Linked DNA regions of Rattus norvegicus: region 1 is linked to region 2. Evidence: chromatin contacts called from public Hi-C data. All regions are on one chromosome and are shown on one strand. Each heading gives the region's core, a stretch centred on a gene start, on an enhancer-like site or on the middle of the called end of the contact. The rest is flanking DNA. Distances are from core to core; before and after follow the strand shown.

Region 1 (6,043 bases), core at 495-2,994, 49 kb after region 2:
AAACCCCAATTTCTTGCCTCTAAGTCAACGCCCATTTATATAACAGTAGCCTTCCGTTCAGCTTTGGGAGCAAACAAGACCCTGTAGCGCTGAAGCCTGGAGCCCTGGGAGGTTTTCTTGGTCACCTGCAGGAAGGGACCATGTCCTTAGATGTGTATTAGCCACTAGAGGCCAATTTGGCCTGGCTTTCTGTCACTTTCTCTCTGGAAAACCTGGCTGGCCAGAGAGTCTGTGAAAGCCTTTGTCTGGGTAGGGAGCTAGCAGAAGCTGAGCCCAGAGGCAAATGGCAAGTGACAGGGCTTATTGTCCCCTCGTTTGATGCTACACTGATATCATTAGTTTGCAGCCTGGCTGGCATCCTTCAGGCCGGGACCTTGCTGGGCCATGTTCCCCAGCTCCCCTACAGGTTATCTCAGGAAACCCCAGGAGGGAGGGGTGGGGCCTGGATCCAAGTCGTTGGTCCTCTTTCCAGAGCAGCGGCCAGCACCTAGCTTTCATCTTATTCTGTGAAAGGAAATGCGGGTCTGGTGTCATCTGGGGCTTTGGGCTTCTGTGCTGTGCATGTGAGCAGGGTCCTTATGTAAGAGAACGGAGCCGGCTCGTGGAGGAGCAAGAGAGGACAGAAAAGCAGAGCAGCTCCCAGACTTCCTGTGCAGCGGGCAGCGGCTTTAATCAGAAAGGTAGCGCAGACAGGGGCGTTATGTAAGAAAAAAGCCTGCGCCAAGGAACACAAAGGCAACGAGAGACGGAGCCATCACTTCAGACCCCACTGCCCTTTCACTGCCCCCCCATATTACTATTATTTATAAATTACACAAATGATATTAGAGCATGCTTTAATTTAAAAAATGTGTGTGTGTGTGCGCGCGCGCGCGCCCGCGCCCTATTCAGCATATGTCTGGAAGTCAAAGAGCAACTTGCAGAAATTGGTTCTCTCTAGCTCCCAGAGTTCAAAACGAGGCCCTCAAGCTTGGCGGCAAGCGTCTTTACCTGTTGAGCCCTGCTGCTGGCCCAAGAACTCCATTCTATAAAGGATGCAAACACACTAAAGATAAACTGGCCTTTGTTGTCCCCTTGCTCCTCCAGCCATTAACAATTTCATGTCGCCTAGAGACTCGGTTTTTCTTTAGCCTTTAGCGTGTGCAGCCATCACATCGCTTTGTCCTGAAGCTTTCCCCACCGCGCTGTTTCTCATAGTTAGGTTCTCCAGCAACTGCCAACCCACACTCTCCATTACAGACACTTGGTGATTTGTTTACATCATCGTTAGGAGTCACGCGCTATTTATAGTCTTTTGTTAATATGAATAATAATGCTTTGGGCACTCATGCAGCTGGGGCAGTGGGGGGCGGTTCTAGATGTGGAATTGCTGGGGTAACGTGTCTGTGTGTCTAATTTTCCTAAATACCATGGGTATTTATTTTTAAGCATTTTGTCTTTGTCCTTTTTAATTATCTAAGACAAAGATGTCCATTGTGGGGGGAAAAAAAAGGGCAGAAAAGAAAATCACTCAGGGAGAGAGAAATCACTGTGTCTCTTTATCCAGCAGTCACAGACTGTTTACAAAATTGGGGCATGTTTTTCTCCCAGTTATTTATTTAGATTTGTTATTTCTCTCCCTCCATCCCCCCCCACGCTCATGTGTGTGGACTGCCGTGTAGTGTGGAGTTGCTTCTCTCCTTCCACCTTCGGTGGGATCCAGGGATCAAACGGGGCTTCTGGGGCAAGCACTTTTACCATTCTTTACCGTTGAGCCACCTGTCAGCCCTATTTGTTTACGTTGTTATTGGTATCGCAGTCCAAGCAGACAGCACCGTTCCCTAACTAGCCTTTCTTAACCTTGTGAGCATTTCTCCTCATCCCTAAAGCATCTGTTTAAACACTGCTTTTATGATATTATGACAGACATTGTATGCACATACCATAGGTTTTAAATCCTATTTCTCCATTGTTGGGCTTTAAGTTGCCCTACATTATTTTCTACTACACGATCTCAGTGATTTTTTTTTCCTAAATCATTGTCCTCATTCCAATGACTTTCTTAAGCGACACTCCCCAAAGGAGACGCACTGGTTCCAAAGGCCAGAGATTTCAGTAAATCTACTTTTCAAGTTGAATTCTGCATTGCTAATGGGTGCACGTGGACCAGAATCCCAAAGGCACCTAGGCTCACAGGTGATGTTTTTGTTTGTAGAGGTCACACTGTGTAACCCAGACTGACCTGGGACTTGCAATCCTCTGGCCTTGGCTTCCCAAACACTGAGACACATACGGCCACTCCCAGCTTTGTGTGTGATTTTTTTTAAAGGGAAAACTATAAGCACGTCCTCCTTTGTCCTATGGGAGAGGCAGCGAATCAGAGACACATTTTGACAGTTTTTCACTACGTTATTGGTTGGTCTGTTTCTGAGACTTGCCAGATTTTCTAAAAAAAAAAAAAAAAAAAAAAAAAAAAAAGGTTGCAGAGAATTCTTTTAGATGGATGTGTCCTAATTAAATCAATCAATTCTATTGATATGTTTAAGATCCCCCCCCCACTCCATCGGTAAGCGTTGGGCTAGTGCAGTAATAAGTATCCTCACTCAGAAGATGTTCCACACACATCTGGGCAATCCCTTCCTGTAAGTGGAACTGAGCAGAGGGGATTGGCCGTTTGCCTTTTCCTGACAAGTGACCATTTCATCTCTAGAGGAAAGGAACAAGGTTAGAAGTACTTCATACAAATGGCCGGCTTGGACACACCTGTCTGCCTCTTCACCAGCTGCCACCCCCACCCCCTCCACCCTCACCCCCATCCCCCCACCCCCCTCCACCCTCACCCCCACCCCCCCCACTCCCCTACCCCCCACCCTCCACCCCCGCCACACTCCCGACTCAGAGGGAAACAGCTTGGCTATTTGCACAGTACCTGTCCTCAGTCGTCTTTTTGAAGAGGATCTGGTTAAAGATTAGCAAAGGTGAGCTTTTAAATCTTTAAAAAAAACATATATACGTGGCCAATTTTTAAATCTTAAAATGTGGTGATGCACACTTGTAATCCCAGGACTTGGAAGCAGAGGGAGGGGAATCTAGGAGTTAAAGGCCAGCCTCAGCTACCTAATAAATTTGAGTCCAGCCTGGGCTACCAGAGATCCTGTCTGCACAACACTAAACAAAACTATCATTTTAAAGTCGGTTTCTGGGAGAATTCCCTTATCCCAATTTTACCACTGTTTCCGTGTGACCTTGGTTCGGGACTCCTCATAAAGAGCCCGCAATGCCTTAGGACAATGCAGCCCGGGTAGTGACTCAGTAACCAGCTCGGGCCCCAGCAAGGTCTCAAAAGGTGGCAGCTGCCGGAGACAAACCAAAGACCAGAGGACAGGAGGTTTCTAGGCTGAGAAAAGGCGACTGGGCGGGGCCGGCGGCTTTGTTCTTTCAAATGCTGGCGCTGGCCTTTGCCGCACTGCAGGGTGCAGAGAGCGAGCTACCAGCCTCTGGGGTGAACACCGCGGTCCCCCAACCCGAGAGCCGGAAAGCTTCGGCGGGACTCCGCCGGGGCTGACCAGGTCCTGAAGGGGTTTGGGGCAAATGAAGCGAGCTAGGTGCTGCGTGCTGGGTACTGGGTGCTGCATGCTGGATGCTGCAGCCCGGCTCGCACCTGCACCCACATTCCGGACGGTGCCCGCGGGATATTGGAGTCCATTGCTCCGACTCCAGCACCCGGCTGCTGTGCCCTGAAGTCAGCCCGGGAAACGCCACTGCTCTCCCATCCTCGCCCCGCCCGGGACCCGCCAAGGACAACGCCAGGGTGCAGCTGTGCGCTCTGCAGGTGGCTTGGGAGCAGCTCCAACGAACACAGGGCGAAGCCATTTTTGGGGCAGATTTGCAAAAAAATTTCCACTCGTGGTGTCATCACCATGTTGGAGCATCATAGCTATGCCCTCCCCACCCTCCCCTTCCTTTCACTAAGGACTTGATTTTCCAGGGAGAGCAGATGCCCACCGCATGGTGCTCCTCACGTGGCCCCACCTGTGTGGTAGGGGTGGCGTTGTGGGACGGCACTGACCTTGAGGCTTAGTCTGGGTTGTGCTCCTAACTGCGCATGCCCCCACATCTTGTCTTTTCATCTGTTGAAGGGAAAGATTAAAGCTAGACCAGAGCAGGTATGGGTGGGGGTGGGGAGACAATAGACTAACTCAATTTGTCTTCACCTAATAAATCTGAAAATAAAATATTCATAGCACGCCTACCATGCCTTTTTTTTTTTTTGCACAGGGTTTCTTTGGGTAGTGTTAGCAGTCCTGGCATTCTGTAGACCACGTTGGCCTCAAACTCAGAGATCTGCTGGCCTCTGCCTCCTGAGCGCTGGGATTAAAGGCATGTGCCACCACCACCCTGATCTTCTTTTCTCTTTAACCTAGTAAAATATGTACGTTCAGGAAGCCTGTCCTTTTTAGAGTCTACCTAGTGGCAAACCTTTGATACAGTTCAGGGCGGGCAATGGAATGTGTAAGTAAGCTGGAGTGTGTACGGGCTATGGGTTACTGGATCAAGCTGGATGCAGCAAGCTAGACATGCGGGAAGCTGTAAGTAGAACTTAAAATGCCTTAAACAGGAGTAAAAGAATGCAGACCAAGGTGTTTACATACTATCATTTTTGCGACATATCAAACAAATCTCTGAGTTTTCTCTGATTTTATTCAAACACGTAAGTAATCTCAAAAAAGAGAAAGGGAGAGAGAGCAACACAGTCCTAACAGCGCCTGTCTCTGCCTGTGCCAGGTCCTGGGTTCCAACTCCTGTACTTTGAAAATAAATAAATAAACAAAATTTCAAAAGGCAAGTCAGTTACAGATTACTTAAGGGATGCTAAGCTGCATATTTATAAGGAAAACACCCAGGAGCTGTTGAGTAGAATCTCTGGCCTAAAAGTGCCTGTGAGTCCACTCTTCCCCCTAAACCTGATGGAGGAGCTTCTGCCCTAGGTCCCTCCCTGCTCTCAGGGTCAGTGTCCCTGCCTTCCACTTGAACCCAGGGCAAACTCCCAGTCTCCCCAAGCTGCACCAGGCTTACCATTTCCAGCACCCCGTGCCCCTGCCTCTGCCTGCAGACTTCCTTGCTGTCTCTTTAGGTTCTCCCTCCCCTCAGAGGCTTCCCCTGCTTTGGGGTTAGGGCTGGCCGTTCTCAGTGCTCTGAGCTGATGGTCTATCTACTGTGTCCTGCTTAGGATTTGACTGGTGAACCAGACACCTCTCTGCTGACTGGACAGACAGGTCAGATGGACAGAGTCGAGTTCCTCTCTGGGGTGCCCATCTGATACATTTGGAGGGTTTTGCTTGCTCTGCTCAAGAGGCAGAACTGGGACTTCAACTTAGAGACTGTGGGTCCAAAGTCTGCACTCTTTTGTTTATTTATTTTTTTAATGTCACAGAATAAATCAAATGCAATTTCTTTTTTTTTTTAATTTATTTATTTAATGTATACACTGTTGCTGTCTTCAGACACACCAAAGGAGGGCATCGGATCTCATCACAGATGGTTGTGAGCCACCATGTGGTTGCTGGGATTTGAACTCAGGACCTCTGGAAGCACAGTCGGTGCTCTTAACCGCTGAGCCATCTCTCCAGCCCCAAATGCAATTTCTAAACCACCTCAGAAAGCTCAGGGCATGATAAAGCCTTCACATAGAAAGACATATTAACACCATTCGAGATAGTTCACCTCCTTTTTAGGTATATTTGTTTCCATTTTTGGTGTGTATGTATACCATACATGTCCATACAGGTGCTCGGGCACGTCTGTGAGTTTGTGTGGAGGACAGATGTCGGCCTCAGGCAGCCTCGGGAGAATCCACTTTGTTTTTTGAGACATAGACCCTGCACTTCCACCTAGGGCTGGAGGATTAGGCTAAACTGTCTGGCCGGTGAGCCCCTGGGATCCTTCTGTCTCTGCCTTCTCAATTAGGAGGATTGCAAGCAGGTGTCCGGGGCTCTTGTATGCTAGCTATTAGGTTTGAGACAAGGTATCTCTATCACATAGCCCAGGCTGTCCCTCATTCTGT
Region 2 (5,690 bases), core at 1,503-4,002:
CCCTTGCCTATCCCTCTTTCTTTCCCGTCCCTTTGTTTCTGCTTTTCTCAAGATCACCAAATGCATCTAGATACTTGTTCAAGCCAGGTACTATGCAAGGCGCTTTAATTGCAGGGTTTCATTTATCTCCATAGCAACCACAAGGCTGACACAAATCCCCGTTTGCAGAGGCAGAATTAGGCTCAGAGAGATCAGGTTAACTTGCCCAAGCTAGGGTAGCAAAGCGCCTGGGTCTCAGGCTTGGGTCTTTCATGGTGGGACAGCTTCGTTGCTATTATAAACACATGGCCGGAGGTTCAGATCCTTAGGGCTCACGTTAAAAAAAAAAAAAAAGAAAGAAAGAAAAGAAAAAAGGATAGCTGGGTGTGGTCACAAATGGCTTTTAAACCACCTCAGGAGAGAGAGGCAGGTAGATCTCTGAGTCCAAGGTTAGCTTGGTGTACATTGCAAGTTCCAGGACAGCCGCCTGGGTTACTTAAAGAGACCCTGTACAAAAAAAAAAAAAAAAAAAAAAGCAACAGGCCAGTAAGATGGTTCAGCGGATAGAGACACTTGCTACTAAACATAACTGAGTTTGATCTCTGGGACTCTCAAGATAGGAGAGAAGAGACTCCCTCAGGTTACCCTCTGACACCCACAAGCACACTTGTCACACACGCATTTCCATGCATTAAATAAATAAATGTAATTAATTTTTAAAAAGCCCGACTTGGGGCTGGGGATTTGGCTCAGTGATAGAGCGCTTACCTAGGAAGCGCAAGGCCCTGGGTGCAAGGCCCTGGGTTCGGTCCCCAGCTCCGAAAAAAAAGAACCAAAAAAAAAAAAAAAAAAAAAAGCCCGACTTGATGGCATGCTATAATCTCAGACGACTTGATGGCATGCTATAATCTCAGACGAGGGGAGTCTGACCGGTAAGTCCCTGAAAACCAATGTGGTCTAGCTCCCCGCTAACGCTAATGGAAGACCCTGTTTCAAACAAAAGGGTGGGAAGCACGTGAGAACCAACAGGAGAGGTTGGCCTCCGCATGCACATGGTTCCGCTCACCCACCCACGGGAATGCGTGGGAGCTTGCACGCGCGCGCCCCTTTCTCCCTCTGCAGTCAACACCAACTGCCCCCGTGTCTCACACACCCTTTCCTAACTTTCTTTTCTTTCCTGTCCTCCCCTGCTCTCTGCTCCCACGCTCCGGGGACTCTCTTTCCTCAGAACTCCAGTGGCATTTTATCTCTCTTTTATGACGGGAGCTGCAGCTGCTTCGCCGTCTTGTGATCCACTTGAGTCCCGCAGCTGCAGTCTAGGTTCTCCAGTGCGAGCCCTCGGCCCCAGTGCGAGCCCTCGGCCCCGAGGGGGAACGGGCAAAGGCTCCTCCCCCTTCACCCTGGCTGAGCGGGTCTGCAGCCTGCAACAGAACTTAGCTCCTCCTCCCCTTCCTCCCCTTCCTCCCCTCCCTCCCCTCCTCCCCTTCTTCCCCTCCTCTGTTTCCTCCCTTCCTCCTTTTTGTTATAGTGGATGTCTTAAAATTTGCACTGGAAGAACAAAAGAGGAAAAAGAATAGTAGAAAGAAAATGATTGCTTCCTAACATGAAGTAGAGTGACTCTTTGGGGCTCTTGGGGGTTTTCCTGTGGATCAGATGATTGGCAGGCAGAAGGGTGTGTGTGTGTGTGTGTGTGTGTGTGTGTGTGTGTGTGTGTGTGTGAACAGCTGTGATCTTGAGCAGCTCATCGAGCCTTTCAGTGACTTCTTCAGTAGTGCACACGTTTGTGCCGAGGCAGGGAGAGGGGTGATGGCAGGGAGTGTTGGCAGTAACCATTTCCAAAGTCTTTTTGTCCAGGCGTGCTCAGACTTGCACACTGATCCTCCCAGAGGAAGAATCAGAATGTCCAAACAAACCTTGGGGTCCCGGGGGCCCCACCCATGCAAGTGGTTTTGGCTGTAAGGAATAGGAAATCTAAATGTTGCTTTAAGCAGGGTGGGTTATGAGCTAGACCTCCATAGCAGGGGAAATTGGTCCAACTACCTCCCTTCTCAGAGAGCTGTTGAGAGGGTTAGATGAAGCAGTGTCTATTAGGACTTAGTACAGTCCTAGCTGAGGATGAGCTAGATCTCAGTGGGCGTTATTGGCCAGGAAAGGGCAAAGTCTGGGCTGTGGTCACTGCAGCAGTTTCTATGGGATGGATACATGGTGGGTGCAGTGTCAGTATATGTTGATCCTGAGACAGGGTCCCGTGCATCCCAGGCTTGCCTTGAACTCCTAACCCTCCGGACACCCCCTCCTCAGTGCTGGGATTACAGGTGTTTATTGCCACAGAATTGTTCTCTGCAATTCTGGGAATCAAGCCCAGGACTTCTTGTTTGCTGGAACTGAACCACACCCTTGTGGTTTGTAGGTTTTGAGGGATCTGAGGCTCATCACCACCGTCTCCTCACCCCACCAGAAGGAAATGAAGACTACAGTGCTCGGGGCTGGGAATGGAGTGGGTCACTAGCATATGTAAGGCTCCCAGCTTCCTTCCCACCACTGCAGAAAGACAACAGAAGGATCAGCCTGTAAACGGAAAGTAGCAAACGTAAATAATGCGTGCGCTTCAGTGAGTAGCTGGCAGGAAGGTCAGTTGGGGTGATAAGGATGTCAGGAAGTACACAGGGTTGGCACATGACCTAGAGAAACAACAAGCGAGGAAGAGACCAGCAGGAGGCTGTTCTGCGCTCTGCCTTCCAGCCAGCAAGTTCCTGAGCACCCGCCTTTGGTTCAGCTGGTGATGAGATGGGGGCCGGTCAGTCTATATGCTTCCCGCCCATCTCCGGGCCCCACCACATTGGCTGCACGGATGTGATGGAGGGTCACAGTCTTGAGGTAAGTGTCCCAAGCTCTGCCCTACTGTGGGGACTTCACCACCACCAGTCCAAGTGTGTAAGTTCTGGGGCGCTAAGTTACAGCTGAGCTGGATTTGGTCATCGGTCCTTAGGCCTGTCTTCCTGTCATTTCTTTTAAATGCCTCATTCAGACTATTGGAACCTCCCCAGATGACAGAGAGACTTGCGTTCTTGCTCAAGGAGGAGAGGCGTCTCTGGCTTCAGAGGCAGCTCACAGACCCTTTCTCCTTTCTTGAGTCCGGGCCTGTGATCCTGGAGAGGTTTTTCCATGCCATCCTGATGTGGGGGAATGGGAGGAAGCACAGTGGGCCGCAGGCTGCTGTCCTGAGTCTACGCTTCGGTGGGAAGGTGGGGTCTTTGTCTCCAGCCTCCCATTGGCTTCTGATCTCCTGCTAATATCTAGGCTTTTCTTTTTCTTTGTTTCCTCTTCTTCCTCCTCTTCCTCTTCCTCCTCCTCTTCCTCCTCCTCTTCCTTCTCTTCCTCTTCTTCCTCCTCCTCTTCTTCCTCCTCCTCTTCTTCCTCCTCCTTTTTTTCCTCCTCCTCTTCCTCTTCCTCCTCCTCCTCTTCCTTCTCCTCCTCCTCTTCCTCCTTTTTTAAACATTTTCGAGGTTTCACGTGTAGCTCAGGAAATGTAGCCAAGAATGACCATAACCCCAAATTCTCCCACACCACCATGACCCAGCAAGTTCCTTAAGTTTTCATTCCCAGTGCTTAGACTCACCTCTGTTCTGTGAGAGACACCCACTTCCTGGTTACCCCCCTCCTGCTTCCTCTCCTGACCAAGCATACTGCCGCTGCCACCAAGTTCATCCTAAGGGCAAAGATCTAATCCCCCACTCCACCCGAGCCCTCGCCAAGCCTAGGTCCGCAGTAGGTGCCATTCCAGGATGTAGTTGGAAATGCAGCTTGACGGTCAGAGGAACATAAACCTTCTGATGTGCTAGCAACAAAATTGTTTCTGGATCTGAGGAAGCCTCTGTTTCTCTGTGCTGGTGTCCAGCCTGGCTGGTACCCAGACTCCTGCTGACCCGAAATGCTTGAGCTTCTTGGTCCCAAGCAGTTGCTCCCTTCTTCTTCTTCTCTAGGGGAGCCTCTTCCGACTCTTCTACCCCTGCGAAGCATCAGAGACGTGCGAGCAGCCCCTGTGGATTCCCCGCTATGAGTACTGCGTGGGTCTGGCTGACTACCTGCAGTATAACAAGCGCTGGGTGGGGCTGCTGTTCAACGTGGGCATCGGTAAGGCTGGCCTGGCCCTGGCTGCTTCCCCAGTTGCCTGGTTATGTCCCGAGAAGAAACTGAGGCAGACACAGTAATTATTTAGCTTGCATAGTTGAGTCCTTAGTTTGGAGAGATGGGAGAGAATGGAATGCGTGAGAATCTGGGTCATCGATTCAAATCCAGACTGTCATTTACTGGCAGTGGGACTTGGGCACATCACTTACCCCTGCCAGCTTTTGTAGTGCTATGGTGCCAGGTACATGTACACCTAGAACCTCTCGTGCAGTGTTTGGGACATCAGATGGGATACGGTGCTGGCTGTGGTCCCTAAATCCAGCATGCACTCTTCTTTTTTTTTCTTTTTTTTTTTTTTTTTTTTTTGGTTCTTTTTTTCGGAGCTGGAGACTGAACCCAGGGCCTTGTGCTTCCTAGGCAAGCGCTCTACCACTGAGCTAAATCCCCAACCCCCACTCTTCTTTTTTTATTAATTTTTTTATTTATATGAGTACACTGTAGCTGTCTTCAGACACACCAGAAGAGGGTATTAGATCTCATTACAGATGGTCGTGAGCCACCCTGTGGTTGCTGGGAATTGAACTCAGGACCTCTGGAAGAGCAGTCAGTGCTCTTAACTGCTAAGCCATCTCTCCAGCCCTCAGCATGCATTCTTATTCACTCTATAGATCCCCCTTTTCAGTACTGGGGAGCAAACCCAGGGCATCATATAAACAGGTCAGAACTCTGCCACTTACCACTGAACCCCATCCCACTAGCTATACACTCTGCCCACCAGGAGCTCCTGCTCTCCTGCAGTGGCCGTGCTCTCAAGGCCCTACCGCAGGAGTTCCCCCATGGCCTTGGCTTTTCACAGATCTGCCCCAGATTTCTTCAGTGTTACCCCCTTGGGTCTTTTTATCCCCCTGGTGATTCTGGAGAGGGGAGGACCACGTATGCCCACCCCTACCTGTGCTCAGGCTGCCCCTGGGATTCGCTAAGAGCAATCAGAGAGTCTACATACAGCCTGTGTCTCTGCCAGGATCCTGTCGCTTGCCTGTTAGCTGGAACGGCCCCTTTAAGACAAAGGAATCTGGATACCCTTTGATCATCTTGTCCCATGGCCTAGGGGGCTTCAGGTAAGAGCTTTGTCCCTGCACCTTTCATATCTCTTGCATTGTGACCATGTCCTGGCATAGTCTCAAAGGGCCAAATAACAGTTTATCTGCCGGCCATCTTACTCCCACTGTGCCCCTTGCAGGAGCATTGGGCCCTCCTTCCCGAGTCCAGGGCTTCGGAAGGCTTCTCACTTTGCGACTCGCTTTCGCCTGACACTTTTACATGACTGTCCACTGTCTAAGTGTATAAAATAAGAATACGGTCAGATGCTCATTGGTAAGAAATCGCAATGAGCTAGATTTTAGGACAGCGATTTGGAATGCGTGTCATCTTACTACTCATTAAAACCAAAGGGAATTTGCATGCCAACCAGCCGGGTGTGCTATTTTTGTATAAAGAATCGACTCTAAGCTGAACGTTTGATACCGTAAGACCTAGAGTATCTTTTCACAATAGATTGTAGTTTTTGGTTCTTATAATCA

The links. Hi-C and Micro-C count contacts between places; a contact is called where the count stands out from the background.
Region 1: a contact with region 2 is called in a Hi-C map of frontal cortex, with 1.9 times the contacts expected there. The contact joins the enhancer-like site here to the promoter of Pafah2 in region 2. A contact is called at or near these places in 2 of 12 Hi-C or Micro-C datasets (frontal cortex and hepatocytes).

What each region holds. Positions count from the first base shown.
Region 1 is chr5:151,944,632-151,950,674 of GRCr8, forward strand. No RefSeq gene overlaps it. Among named protein-coding and RNA genes, the nearest start is that of Stmn1, 18 kb to the right of the region's middle. Within about 2 kb of position 1,745, at least 34 of the 93 cell types and tissues checked have an H3K27ac peak or open chromatin away from gene starts, as enhancers often do.
Region 2 is chr5:151,894,443-151,900,132 of GRCr8, forward strand. Pafah2 (platelet-activating factor acetylhydrolase 2) reads left to right here and starts at 2,753. Exons shown (of 10, transcript NM_177932.2): 1 at 2,753-2,856; 2 at 3,963-4,113; 3 at 5,132-5,228. The coding sequence starts at 2,767.